Linked DNA regions of Mus musculus: region 2 is linked to region 1. Evidence: chromatin contacts called from public promoter capture Hi-C data. All regions are on one chromosome and are shown on one strand. Each heading gives the region's core, a stretch centred on a gene start, on an enhancer-like site or on the middle of the called end of the contact. The rest is flanking DNA. Distances are from core to core; before and after follow the strand shown.

Region 1 (6,713 bases), core at 2,468-4,967:
GGCTGTTTTAAGAACCTATGCTGCCATTAGCCTCTATATAGGAGACCCTCAAAGACATGTGGGTATAACCTATATGGTCTGAGAACTCCAGGTTTGATGTTTACTGGACCTCAGCCTGCTTGGGCCTCCTCTCTTGTGTTCCCCTCCCTTCTAGGGGCTCCTCTAGAGCTCCAAGGGACGGAGAAATCATTTGCATTGCTAAAAGCTTGAGCTCCACTTCCCTTGTCTCCCTGGCTGAACTGCAGAAGTGCCGGCCTCCCATGGATGCTGTGCACACAAAGACTGAGCCCAGCAGACAGAAACAGATTAGGGGGGAGGCAGACAGGGCTGGAGCTAGAGAGAGAAACGGATTCAGAGGGCAGATTTGATTCTGAATCAGAGCTGCGGATTCAGGAGAGGCTTTAGCAACTCATTCTGTCTTATTCTCCTAATAGCCATTTTTATCTGATAATAAAAGCAAGACATGTTAAATCCCCGAGTTTTATCGGGAGGAAACAGAGGCTCAGAGAGACAAAATGACTTCCCCAAGGTCATATAACTGGCAAGCCCTGGCCTACACCTCCTCACTCCTGTCAGAGAGGGAGAAGGGTGGTTAAAGGGATGAAGTTTGCATTGCATGACTTGGAGACATTCCTAGCTTAACTGCCCAGGGAGGTGAGTGAAGAGCCGTGATTGGTGGGACCTTCACCAGTAAGTTCTGCACTGGACCTTGTATCTCTCAGTCTGGACCTGCTGCCTTAGCCTTGAAGATGGTAGGTTGTTCTAGATAACCTGGGGGAGGGGGTGTCATAGACAGCCAGGGAGTCTGCTCTCAGCACTGTTCCAAAGGCCAATACAGGAAGTGGTCAGCTGAGAAGCATCCAGAAGCCAACATAATTAATGAATCATACGTTACAAATGTGCCAAGAAAGTCATCAACCTTCTATAAAGCCTACCTCCTTCCATGAAGCCTTCCTGGTTCCACTACCTTTATTCCCCTAGACCTCTACCTTGTAGTATATAATGCATTTCTCTCTCCTTACTGCCTCTGGCTTCTCCTTCCAATAAGTTCAGGAAAGTTTCCTGGAGAAGATGGGATTCCAAGAGTTTGATAGAAGGCAAGATGGTACTCTGAGAGTTGTGGCTTTAGAGTTGAGGTTCAGAAACCCAGGGGGATAATCAGAGCAGGAGAGAGGAGTGTGCCCGTAAGCAAGCCAGAAAGAGAGTCTCAGATGAGGTCACTGAAGAGTAAAGAGGAGATCTGAAACAAACAGAGGCACCTGGTCTGGGGACCCTGAAACAGGAAAAAATCCTTGATTCTGACAAACAGGATAACAGAAAACCATGGTACTTGGAGTAGGAGTACCAACATGGTGATACCCGTGAGCATGCAGAGATCGTGTCCTAAATGGTACCAGCAATAGTCCTTACTCAATGAGAGACTCCTGGGAGCAAGGAGGACCCACGTGCCATTCAGATCCACGTGCCAGGTTTCTGCCAGCACAGCTCAGTCTCTGTGGGGCCTGTCCTTAACCACCAGTGAGCCAATGGTTCCTTCTGTGTCAAATAAAGGCTGACTCAGAAAGCCTTGTGGAGTCGGTTATAGGAGCTGTAAAGGGAATTTTCCCATTGTTAAGGAGAGAAGGAGAGGTTGAACAGAACAACTAAGTCCACAAGAGAATAAAGATCAGAGTCAAGGGCACAAGTGAGACCCTGCATTGGACTGCTGGGACTGCTGAGGTGGCTCAGTGGGTAGTCACTTGCAGCCTAGCCTAAGGACCTGAGTTTAGTCTCTGTAATCTCTGTGGCAGGAGGAAAAGAACTGACTCCCCAGACATGCTGTGACAAGCACATGCATCTCTCCTATTATAAATAAACAAGCAAACAAACAACTTTCTAACTATATGTGACCATGGTTGCCACGAAGGGAGAAGATTTGAGGAAGCCAGACCTCAGCTCCCGGGAAGGGGTGTGTGAGCTGTGATTGTGAAACTGCAGAGAAAAGCTGGAGCCTCTGTTGCTGTGAGCTGAAACCCAAGGGGATTCTGGAACAGAATGCGCATAGTGAAACACATACAGAGAGAGGAAAGTGGGCGCACACTGATTCTGACAGCAGTGGACCTTTGGTGCTGTGCTGGGTCTGGCAGAAATGGAGGCAGGCCTGGTGGTGCTTATAATCCCAGGATCTGGGAGGCTGAAGAAGGATGGAAGCCAGCTTGAATGTGACACCACACACACACACACACACACACACACACACACACACACAGAGAGAGAGAGAGAGAGAGAGAGAGAGAGAGAGAGAGAGAGAGACAGGCAGACAGGCAGACAGACAGACAGGCATACAGAGACACAGAGACTGAGATCCAAGAACAATTCTAAGAATTGTTACAGAATGGATAGTTACCTCTCTGCCCACCAAACCAAACCCCCACACCAATGCCTAAGGTTCACTAAGACTCCTGGAAGGGAAGCCACAGACAGCAGACTGGAGGGTCCTACAAGACACACTGAAGTGGCCCAGGACAAGCGGTTCTCACAACCTGCCGATAAGGCTCAAAGTCTGGGATCAAGGCCTATGTGGTCCGTAGCAGGAATGGAGGGGTCCAGAGAAACCGGCAGCTCCCAGTATAATAGCTGGCAGCTGGAGTGGGAACAGCTAGAGTCTGAGCACAAGGAAGCTGTCTACTGGTTAAAATCCATCTCAACTAGGACCCCGGATCTTGACTGGAAGTTGAGCCAACCGATTTCCACACAGTAGACCCCAGACTGGGGCCTTCAACTAAACCAATTTCCAGAGTTCCCTGGAGTCCAACCATCCATCACGCATGCAAGGGTGAGATGAATGTGTTGTTGGGACAACCAATCAAAAATGAGCTGTCCAGGGGTCAGAGTCAGAAGCAGGGAATCAAGTACAGACTCATTAGGTTGTCTTTAGACTTCCCCCTGTTCCTGCTCCGTGAAGCAAAGACACACATCCTTCCCTCTGCCAAGGAGAAAGGGTGCATTTGCTCGGTTGCTCAGAGTCTCACACACTAGCATTCTCTTACAGATCAGGAATGAGCCTGCAGCAGTCTCCTCCACCCCACCCTACCCCCGTCCCCAAGGGGGGGGGGGCGATGAAGAGGATAGCAAGCGGACATCCAGATGGGCGAAGCCGGAAGGTGCAACTGGGGTGTCTCGATGAGGGCAAGCTGCCATATTGCCCACTAAACAAACTCAAAGGTGAGCGAATGATAGGCTGTTCCCATGGCTTCTATACTGCGGCTTGGACCCAGTGTATCACAGTGTATCAAAACATTCAGACCCATGGTCTTGGGATCTGGAGGAAGAGATGGGAAGGACCATTTTCACCTCACTTCAACCCCCTGCTCAGCCAGAAAAAGAGACCTCAGAATCACACACACCCCCTCTCTCCTTTTCCTCCTTTCCCCCCTTTTCCCCCTTTGGGAAAAGGTAAGGGACTGAAGACTCCAGGCGGTGGGTAAGGCGGTACAGTAGATTAGTATGCAACATCCTATTGGTTAGAGGAGCTGCCGATCAAAGAAAACTAGAGTCAGGATTGGCTGCGTGAGGCGGGGCGCGGCGTGGCGAAAGAAGGGGCCCAAGGGGTGGGGCTGACGCTGCAGCTGGCGCAGCTTCGGCTCAGAGCAGCCGCCGCGGCGCAGCAGAGCGGCTCCATCCCCCGCCCGTCCGCGCGCCCGGGCCGGGGCTAGGCCCCCCACCGCCGGGTCCCCCGGGGCTGCAGCAGCAGCGGCGCCGCCCGCGGTTCCCGCTGGGGCCCGGGCGCCGGCCCCGCTCTGCAGGATGGGCACGGTGCTGTCGCTTTCCCCTGCTTCCTCGGCCAAGGGCCGGAGGCCGGGAGGGCTGCCGGAGGAGAAAAAGAAGGCGCCGCCCGCGGGGGACGAGGCGCTGGGGGGCTACGGCGCGCCGCCGGCCGGCAAGGGCGGCAAAGGCGAGAGCCGGCTCAAACGGCCGTCCGTGCTCATCTCGGCGCTCACCTGGAAGCGCCTAGTGGCAGCCTCGGCCAAGAAGAAGAAAGGCAGCAAAAAGGTGACGCCCAAGCCAGCGTCCACCGGTCCCGACCCTCTGGTCCAGCAACGCAACCGCGAGAACCTTCTCCGCAAGGGCCGCGACGGCCCCGACGGTGGCGGAACAGCCAAGCCCCTGGCCGTGCCGGTGCCCACGGTGCCCACGACCGCTGCCACCTGCGAGCCCCCGTCGGGGGGCAGCGCAGCCGCCCCTCCACCAGGCTCAGGCGGGGGAAAGCCGCCGCCGCCGCCACCCCCAGCCCCGCAGGCGGCACCGCCGGCGCCCGGAGGCTCGCCGCGGCGGGTCATCGTGCAGGCGTCTACCGGCGAGCTGCTCCGCTGCCTCGGCGACTTCGTGTGCCGACGCTGCTACCGCCTCAAGGAGCTGAGCCCCGGCGAGCTGGTGGGCTGGTTCCGCGGCGTGGACCGCTCGCTGCTGCTGCAGGGCTGGCAAGACCAGGCCTTCATTACCCCCGCCAACCTGGTGTTCGTGTACCTGCTGTGCCGGGAGTCGCTTCGTGGGGACGAGCTGGCGTCGGCCGCGGAACTGCAGGCCGCCTTCCTCACCTGCCTCTACCTCGCCTACTCCTACATGGGCAACGAGATCTCCTACCCGCTCAAGCCGTTCCTCGTGGAGCCCGACAAGGAGCGCTTCTGGCAGCGCTGCCTGCGCCTCATCCAGCGGCTCAGCCCGCAGATGCTGCGACTCAACGCCGACCCCCACTTCTTCACGCAAGTCTTTCAAGACCTCAAGAACGAGGGCGAGGCCGCGGCGAGCACCGGGGGTCCACCGAGCGGAAGCAGCGCGTCCACCACCTCCTCCTCGAGCGCCAGGGACAGCTGCGCGACCGGAGCCAAGCACTGGACTATGAACTTGGACCGCTAGGGATTCCCAGGGGCCGCGCCCGCCCCCCGCCCCAGCCCCTCACACACACCCGGAAACCCCGGGACCATCAAGCCACCGTCGCTATTACCGCTGCTCTATGCCCAGGCTGGGCCGAGGAGGAGCCGCCCCTGCCCCACAGGGGAAGGTGGAGGCTAGGACGCCAGAGGCCGCGGTGTCTGGATTTACTGGGCGTGGGGTGGGCGTGGGGGATGATCGCGGGAAGTGCACCCCCAACTTCGTTCACCCTTTCCGTCTGTCTGCGCCTCCATCTTTCCATTTCTGCCCTGGTCTCCCTCTTTCCTGCTGTGGGCATCTCAAAGTCCACCACCCTGGGTTTTGTCCAGTCCCTCACCTTTCTGTGTCTTCGTCTTACCTCCTGTCTGCAGCCCCCGCCCCCGCCCCCGCCTGTCCATTGGCATTCCCTGGGCTTTACCCTTTTCTACCTTACCCCGAGCCTGATGGTACCCCACTGCGGTCCCCGCTTCTCCAGCACCTATGTTTCCGTGTACCCTTCTTGTTCCTCTTCCTTCCTCCGGTCATGTCACCTCCATCCCTCCTGTCTGCCTTCCCTCTCTCTGCTTGTGTCGTCCTGCAACCCCCCACCCCCCACCAACCGATCCCCAAGACTCTACACTCCTTTCCCCAGATCCTTAGTTTTTTGGTTTTTGTTTTTTAAATTTGGATAGACTGGACAGGAAACTGCAGTCTCAGTTGTCCAGGCAAAGATCAGGGTGATCCTTTCCTTCACCCCCACGGCCTCTCCCCACCTTTTCCAACGTGTTGCATGCTGGGAGTTGAGGAGGAAAGGGCTGCTGCCTTCATTTAGGAGGCTGAGATTTGAGGGCAAGATCCAACCTGGTAGACTACCCCGCTTGCAGCGGTGGTGTCTTCTCTGTGGATGGATAGAAAGAGAAAGAAAACTCTTCTTATCTGGGGGAGGGGCGTCCTCTTCCTTATCTTTAGATTTCTTGTTATATCCCCTCCTCACACTTTAATTTATTTCGCTGTTTCAGGAGGGTGGGTGGGTGGGGAGGGGGCTGGGCAGGGAATTGTCCGAGGTGCTGAGCTGGGCGGGACCGGAATCGTCCTGGGAAGAGTACCAGGGACTGGGTCGGGCCTGGGGCCTTGTCCAAGGTGCCAATGATGCGGGCCGACGGCGCAGGCCGCACTATCTGTCTGTCCGTCTGTCCTGGAGCGAACTATAAAGCGCTGGAAGCGCCTACAGATGGTTTCGCGCCGGCCTCTTTTTGGGTTCCCGGAGGGTGGAAAGGAATGGGCGTAGGAGTGAAACTGTTAGGGGTAGGGTAGGAGGGAAAGTCAGGTCCCTGAGATCTGTAACCTGCTACCTGCCCACACTGGCTTTCATTTTACAGTAAAGCATCATAAGCCAAGGGTTGAGGCTGAACTTACCTCCCAATTCCGGCCTCCATCTTGTCTGCCCTACCTCCTTATTAATACTCAGGCTACTTAAGGACAAATGATAAAGAGACAGAAGTCTCCCTTTCTGTGAGGTGACCCTTGAGACAGAACTGGCTAGCCATGATGTTTTTATTTCTTTCCGTTCTTCCCACCATATATTGATTGAGTCAGGAGTCTAGTCAGGCCTGACTAAGCCTGTGCTTACCTCTCTCAGTTGGGATATGAGTACCACCCCCACCCCGTGAGGCTGCTTTAGTCACAGGCCCACCCAGAGCAGTCTTTGCAGACCCATTCCTGCTTGGGACTCAGACCTTGACCCTTGACCACCAGAGAAGTGCAATTATTGGCGGAAACAAAAGGGGAAACGAAAGCCTTTTCCAACTGAAAAAAAAGGGGGG
Region 2 (6,713 bases), core at 1,759-4,258, 81 kb after region 1:
GCCAGAGTTAGTTTGAGGTTAAGCAGAGCAAGCCAGGAGAAGCTGAAAGAATCCAGTTTGAATCAGTCAGTGTGGAGAGAAGTTAAAGCCAGAATAGCTGGGTTGAACCAGCCAGACAGAGATCAGAAAGAACTAGAAAGGGTGAGCTTATTCAGCAGCAAGTCTCAGAGGCTGGAGACATTCTAGGCTTAGGTTGTACAGAGGCTACAAGCTTCCAAGACGAGGCCCAGGTTAGCAGACTGAGGCAGTAAACCTTTGAGATGACAATTACCTTAGGGGGAATAAAAGTTACCTTCACAGAACCATATGGGAACCATAGTTCCCAGCACTCAGGTCTGCCCAGGGCTCCATCTAGGGAGGGTGAGTGCCAGAGTGTATATGGGAAAGTCTGTCCCCCAGACGTTCACCCTATTGTACTGTGACCATGGCCCCCACTTGGTCTTGCCACACTTGATCCACCACCCCAGCCATACCCTCACCTGGGTGGTGACACTGCTACTTCCCAGTGTGCTGGCACTCAGGCACAAATCTTCATTCACAGTGTTCATTGTACAGTCACAGTTCTCCCTGGTCCTCGTGATGTGGCATTGGTTTTTCTGGATGAGCATCTAGCAAAGCCAAAAATCCCTACCAGATCAGCAGACGAGTCTGGAGTTGAGAGGAGCAGAGGAGGAAGTGAGAAAGAGAGTTGGTAAAGAAGACTCTTCCTAGTTGAGATGGAGGAGGAGTTTGCTCTCTGTTTTGACAAGTGCTATTGCTATGAGGTGGCGCCTTGAGGCACGAGGCTGAACAAAAGGCCCAGAGCTTTGCTCAGTGGCCTAAAGTACCACTCCAGAAACCACATGGAGGAGGGATTTTGGAATAAGGCTGGTGTAGCCCTTTTCTTCCATGACTACACGTGTTTTAGTTTGCTTTCTATTGCTGTCACAGACACTATGACCAAAAGCAACTTGGAAGAGCAAAGGGTTAATCTTCTCTTACAACTCTCGGGAAAGTCAGGGCAGGAATTGAAGACAGGGACCTGGAGGCAGGAACAGTAGAGGAACACTGCTTACTGGCTTGTTCTCCACAGTCTGTTCAACTTGCTATTTGGTTGGTTTGTTTGACTTTGTTTGTTTTTAGACATAGCCTCACTAAGTAGCTTCGGCTGGACTTGAACTCTCAGAGATCCCATTGCCTCTGCCTCCCAAGTGCTGGGATTAAAGGTGTGCACCACCACACCCAGCAGTGCATCTAATTCTTTTTAATTTAAATTTTTATTTGTGCGTGCATGTGTGTGTGTGTGTGTGTGTGTGTGTGTGTATGTGTGTGTGTGTGTGTGTGTGTGTGTGTGTGTGTGTGTGTGTGTGTGTTTGCCACATGCAGGTGGTACTGGTGGAAGCCAGAGGGGGTATTTGATTCCCTGGCTCTAGAGTTAGAGGCAGTTGTGAGTCACCCAATATGTGTATGCTGAGAATGAATATCTTAAGCACTGAATTTTCTCTCCAGTCCAGCACATCTTATATTCACAGTTTATCTCAATTCAGACCACCCAGATTTCAAGTGCTCAATAGTTAAAGTTGCCTAGTAGCTACTACACTGGACAGCAAAGCTGTAATACTTATTTTTGAACTTATTTCTATATTTCACATTGTTTAGTATTTTTTTTCACTTCTTTAAGTAAGATTGTCCATATCCCAAATAGTATCAATTTGACTAACAATCCAGACAGTATTGTGAGGTTTTCAACAGATATTTTAATCCCTACAGTTGTTTATCGTTACATGTGATTTGCCTTCTTTTCCTTGTTTTTCTTTTGAGACAAGGTTTCTCTGTGTAGCCCTGGCTGTCCTGGAACTAGATCTACAGACTAGGTTAGTCTCAAACTCTGAGATCCACTTGCCTCTGTCTTCCAAGCGCTGGGATTAAAGACATGAACCATCATGATTGGCCATGACTTGCTTTTAATTTAACCTAAAACATCTCCTTCTTCAAGTTGGTGGTTAATTAAGGTCCCCATGTTATAATGTAACAATCTCATGATTACCTTTAGCAGTTTACACATTTCCCAAAGACAATCTCATTCTCTCTCCACCAGCCAGAGAAACCCTCTGTTGGCTCATTTGTTCCTAGAAGGTTCTCTAACACTGGAGGAAACCATTTCAAGTTACTGTCCTCATCCCATGCATTCCCTCACAGAGCATTTACCAAACAGGTCTGATACAGCAGGTACTTGTACAAAACAAGCTTCCTACCTCCAAATGTAAAGTGGGTGTTCAGACAGAACCCAAGAAATGCAAGCTGCGGGTGGGGAGGAGAGCTGTTACTTTTCTGTCCTTGGATAGCTTTAGGTCCTGTCCCTAGTCCCTGATCTCTCAGACATCAGGGGATTCAACAGACAGTCTGCCTTGCCTCTCTGAAAAAGTCCCCACTCAATACACCAATCTATCTCTGAAAGGCTAGAGAAGAGACAAAATAAGGTAGAAAAGTGGTCCAGCCGGGACTTAAGGCAGGAAGCATGGAGCCTTTCCGGGAACAGAGAAGGTCATTTGCAACATTTTGCTGTGAAAAAACGTGCAGTTGTGTGTGTGTGTGTGTGTGTGTGTGTGTGTGTGTGTGTGTGTGTGTGTGTGTGTGTGTTTGGGGGGGGCTTGTTTTAAACCAATTTTCTAGTTTCGGGGGTGGGGGTATTTTATCAGTTTCTTTTATTTGCCTAATTTCTGATCTTAAAATTTTACAAACGACAGGTGAAAAAACCGGGAGTAGGGGTGAGGGTAAGGAGTGGTCAAGTAGAGCTGAGGAAGGAAGCCTTAAAACGAAGGGAACAAAATGTACTTATGGGGCTTCTCAGGGTCTCCTGGCCCCCGCATCTAATTAATCTCGCCCACAACGAAAGGACTTTCTGAAGACCCGCCACGATTTCCTGTAAAAGGGGTTTTTAGTACAGATACCGTTCCTTGTTCCTCTCGCTGGCCTCCAACGTTTAGAACTCATGCAAACGCTGTGCTAACGTCTCCGTAGATACAGGACGCTCGGGACACAGCGTCTTTTGGTATCCCATGGCAACGACGGCAACCCAAAAGAGCCAAGGTTCAGAGAAAGCGAATGAGTCCGTTTCTTTTTGTTTTGTTTTTCTCTTCATTTCATTTCTTTTCCTTTATTTTCTCTCTTTTTTCTTCTTTCCTTTCCTTTTTCTTCTTTTTTCTTTAACTTTCTTTATATATTTTTTTCTTTTTGTGCTAAGAATTAAAGCTTTGATCATCACTAAGCTACACACCCAGTCAATGCCTGCTCAAATTTAATCTCCCTATGTTAAGTATTGAATCCAAGATTTTCCCTGCTGTAGTACCAACTGTGGTCTTTTTCCATTCCAGACAAGGTAAACATGGTTCCCCCAATTTTCATGGTGTCCTGGCAATTACTTTATTTGACCACCTTATTCATAGATTACTGTTGGGCTCAAAAATCATAGATTGCCTGAATGGGAGTCATTCCTAATCTCTTGAAGTAGACTGATCTAGACTCAGAGCCTCATTCCCTATGATCATGATGGTTCATTGAAAACAGCCTCTGGTTATTTCTTACTGCATAGGATTTATAAATGTGCTCCTTCTGCTGCCGAAAGAGAACACCTTTGGCATTTTCTTCCAGATATCTTTTGGTCTGAGACCAAAGAAAATTAACTTGTTTGAAGAGAGACAAAAGTTAATGTATGAAGAAATTCTTTTTTGTCTGTGCACTGGTGTGCACGCTGTGAGAAAGGTATCATTGGATGAAGGCGACGTAGAAAAAGCCAAGAATCTCAAAGTTCATTCTTCGGCAATTAAAGAGTTTTACTGCCTGAACAGTGAACCCATTCCTCCTCAGAATGAAAGGGGTGTGGTGTGGTTATAGAGGGAGAGCTCAGAGAGCTGGAAGCAAACCCAGAAAATAAACGAGCAGTTTGGAGGATTGGGGTTCACTTGTGGGAGGTAGGCGATGGACTGAGGTGACAAAGTGACCTGAGTTGGCTTGAGGGATCACATGAGCGGGGGAGGGCAGGGCTGCTGCAAGGGAGGTCCAGGAGGTCGGTTAAGTCATGCCAGCCCAACTAAGCCTGGAATTCTTTGGGGATTAAGGAACGTGGAACTCAGTGAGTGTCTCGCTGGTTTCTCAGAATCTGAAGGCTGTACTTTGAACGTGATGACGTTGATGCTATTTGGAGCTCCTGTAATGATTTCTCCCTTTTTTTGTTTTTCTTCAAGTTCTTCTTTTTTTTTTTTTAATCAGTCTGACTCAGCTGGACCTTATGGACAAAAAAAGTGGGGGGTATAAATGACAATAAGTGAATGAATGATAATGAATGTAATGGAATAATGAATGATGAAATGATGAATAGAAATGAATAAACAAAATTTTCCTTTTCATACTTATGCCAAAAAAAATTGAGAATACTTATGCAGGATTTGGGGGGGGACCTCAGAGAACCCAATAAGAAAAAACTGATGATAAAGAAGTCAGATTTTTTGAGCCATGTGTTCTTTGGTCTCCTCTCCTGAGGAACCTCTTCCCAGCATCTTTTGATTATATATTGGTGAGTTCTGGGTTAGGACAGTGGAAGGACAGTTTCTTTTGTTATCAGGTGCTGTGGTCTGCGCTTCTCTGGAATTATAACTGGCAGCTCTGAGCAGTAACTTCAGCTGATGTGAGGACTCCTAAGGAGAGGCCCCCACATACTGGACTTTGCTCAGGAAGTTGAGTACCCAGGAAGGCTTGGTTGGGTGCTGGGTGTGAGGAGAGGGAAGCAGACAATGGACTTGCCTTGGAAGTCCCCTTCTCAGTAGCTGAGATAGCTTAGAAGATGCTAGGCATTGGATCTGAGTGGTCATGTCCTCTTTAGGCCCACAGACACAAACGCCATTTGTTTCAAGGCTGTGAATGAAAGTGAATGATTCAGGAAAATTATAAGGACCAAAGTATTGGAAAAAGTAAGGATAGATGAGAGACCTGAGCTCTCTGTCTGAGGCCTGGGGCTGGGGGACAAAGCACACAGTTAGCAATTTGGGCTTTACTGCATACACAATATCCTGTTTCCTTCCTGTATCTTCCTGTATCTTCTCATCAGCTTCCCCTGGAATAGAGAAGATTTCAGACTGGAACCAGACAGGCCTGGGATTAACCTTTGTTAATTTCTGGCTGTAAGGCTTTGAAAAAGTCACGATCTCTCTGACCCTTGATTCCCTTATCTATTTGTTGTGGATAATTTCTTCTCTTTTGTTTATCTGTTGACACAGGTCCTCATTTTATAGACCAGGCTGGCCTCATACTTGAAATCCCCCTGCCCCAGCCTCTAGGGCTATAGGCCTTCAACATGAAGGCTTTATTGATTAATTTCCAAAATGCAGTGTTTCATTGATTAAGCACATGAAAAGGGATGAACGAACACATTCCCCCTCTGATCTCTATACATAAGCCGTGTAGCTTTCTGTGTTCCTTCTACCAGCCTCAGCCTCTCTGCAGTGTACTTGGGAGGGAATATCTTCTTTCCACACCTCCCTCCTCTGTTTCTTCAAGGATGGAGGCTGCTTTTGCTGTGCTGAGGTATGGAAAGCCAAAGACAGTGTACCTAAGTGCCAGGGTTGCTCTGCTGACCAGCCAGCACATCTGTCTATCCCTTGCAGATGAAAGGTCTACCCTTCCAAAACTGAAGGGCATTCGTTACATTTTTCATTGCTATGACAAAACACCTATTAGGAGCAATTTGAACGAAGAAGGATTTGTTTGGGCTTAGCCCAGCATAGTGGAGAAGGCAATGGGAGCTTGTGTCTGGGACGCCTCACATCTTGGCAGATCAGGAAGTAAAAAACAGGGCAGCTGACGTTCTTCAGTCTTCTGGGTTCCTTCTTTCTCTCCTTTTATTCCAGACCATGGAATGATGCCACATTCACAGTAAATCTTCCCTACTCTGCTAATCTCTGTGTCAACACCCTTGTATACAAGCCCAGAGGTATGTCTCTTGAAGGAATCAGTCAAGCTGACAACAGAGATTAACCATTACAGCTGTTGTACGCCAGAAGAACTCAAAGGAAAGGCTTACTCCTTGTCCAGAACCAACTTGTGGGTTTCCACCTTTCCTATGCAAGCCTCCCTCCCAGACAATTTTCTCTCTCCACCTACTCCCTAAACTACCACAGAGTAGAAATCCATGTAGGCCAAGAGTAAGGGAATGGAGAAAAAATTTACATGATATTTCATCTTCCTAGGAAATTCAAGTTCAGGTTCTGGTTCCATCTTTCTCTTTGGTTTTTGTTTGGTTGTTTGTCTGGTGGGTTGGTTGGTGGGTGGGTTGGATGGCTGGTTGGTTTTTTTGTTTTTGTTTTTGATACATGGTTTCTCTGTGTAGCCCTGGCTGTCCTGGAACTTGCTCTGTAGATCAGACTGCCTTTAAACACAGAGAGCTGTCTGGCTCTGCCTCCCAAGTGCATGTGGATTAAAGGCACGTGGCTCCATCTTTCAATAGCTGGAAAATGTGAGACAAATTGTAAAGCCTCTCTTTTTTAATATTTTTTCCAATTTTTTATTAGGTATTTTCTTCATTTACATTTCAAATGCTATCCTGAAAGTCCCCCATACCCTCCCCCCGCTCCCCTCTATTTTTTATTAGATATTTTCTTTATTTACATTTCAAATGCTATCCCAAAAGTTCCCTATACCCCACCCCGCCCTGCTCCCCTACCCACCCACTCCCACTTCTT

Evidence for each region. Capture Hi-C pulls out chosen DNA fragments and counts their contacts.
Region 2: a promoter capture Hi-C map of adipose tissue shows a contact between it and region 1. The contact joins the promoter of Cfap65 here to the promoter of Cdk5r2 in region 1. A contact is called at or near these places in 2 of 39 promoter capture datasets (cranial neural crest and trophoblast stem cells), 1 of 484 Hi-C or Micro-C datasets (embryonic stem cells), 3 of 115 datasets of contacts at active chromatin or transcription factors (all in embryonic stem cells) and 2 of 9 other capture datasets (adipose tissue and pancreatic islet).

What each region holds. Positions count from the first base shown.
Region 1 is chr1:74,851,312-74,858,024 of GRCm38.p6, forward strand. It overlaps Cdk5r2 (cyclin-dependent kinase 5, regulatory subunit 2 (p39)), which reads left to right and starts at 3,718. Exons shown (of 1, transcript NM_009872.3): 1 at 3,718-6,421. The coding sequence starts at 3,787. The coding sequence ends at 4,896. Gm16582 (predicted gene 16582) reads left to right here. Exons shown (of 4, transcript NR_151618.1): 2 at 3,032-3,204.
Region 2 is chr1:74,932,591-74,939,303 of GRCm38.p6, forward strand. Cfap65 (cilia and flagella associated protein 65) reads right to left here and starts at 3,009. Exons shown (of 33, transcript NM_001039495.1): 1 at 2,931-3,009; 2 at 480-648. The coding sequence starts at 608.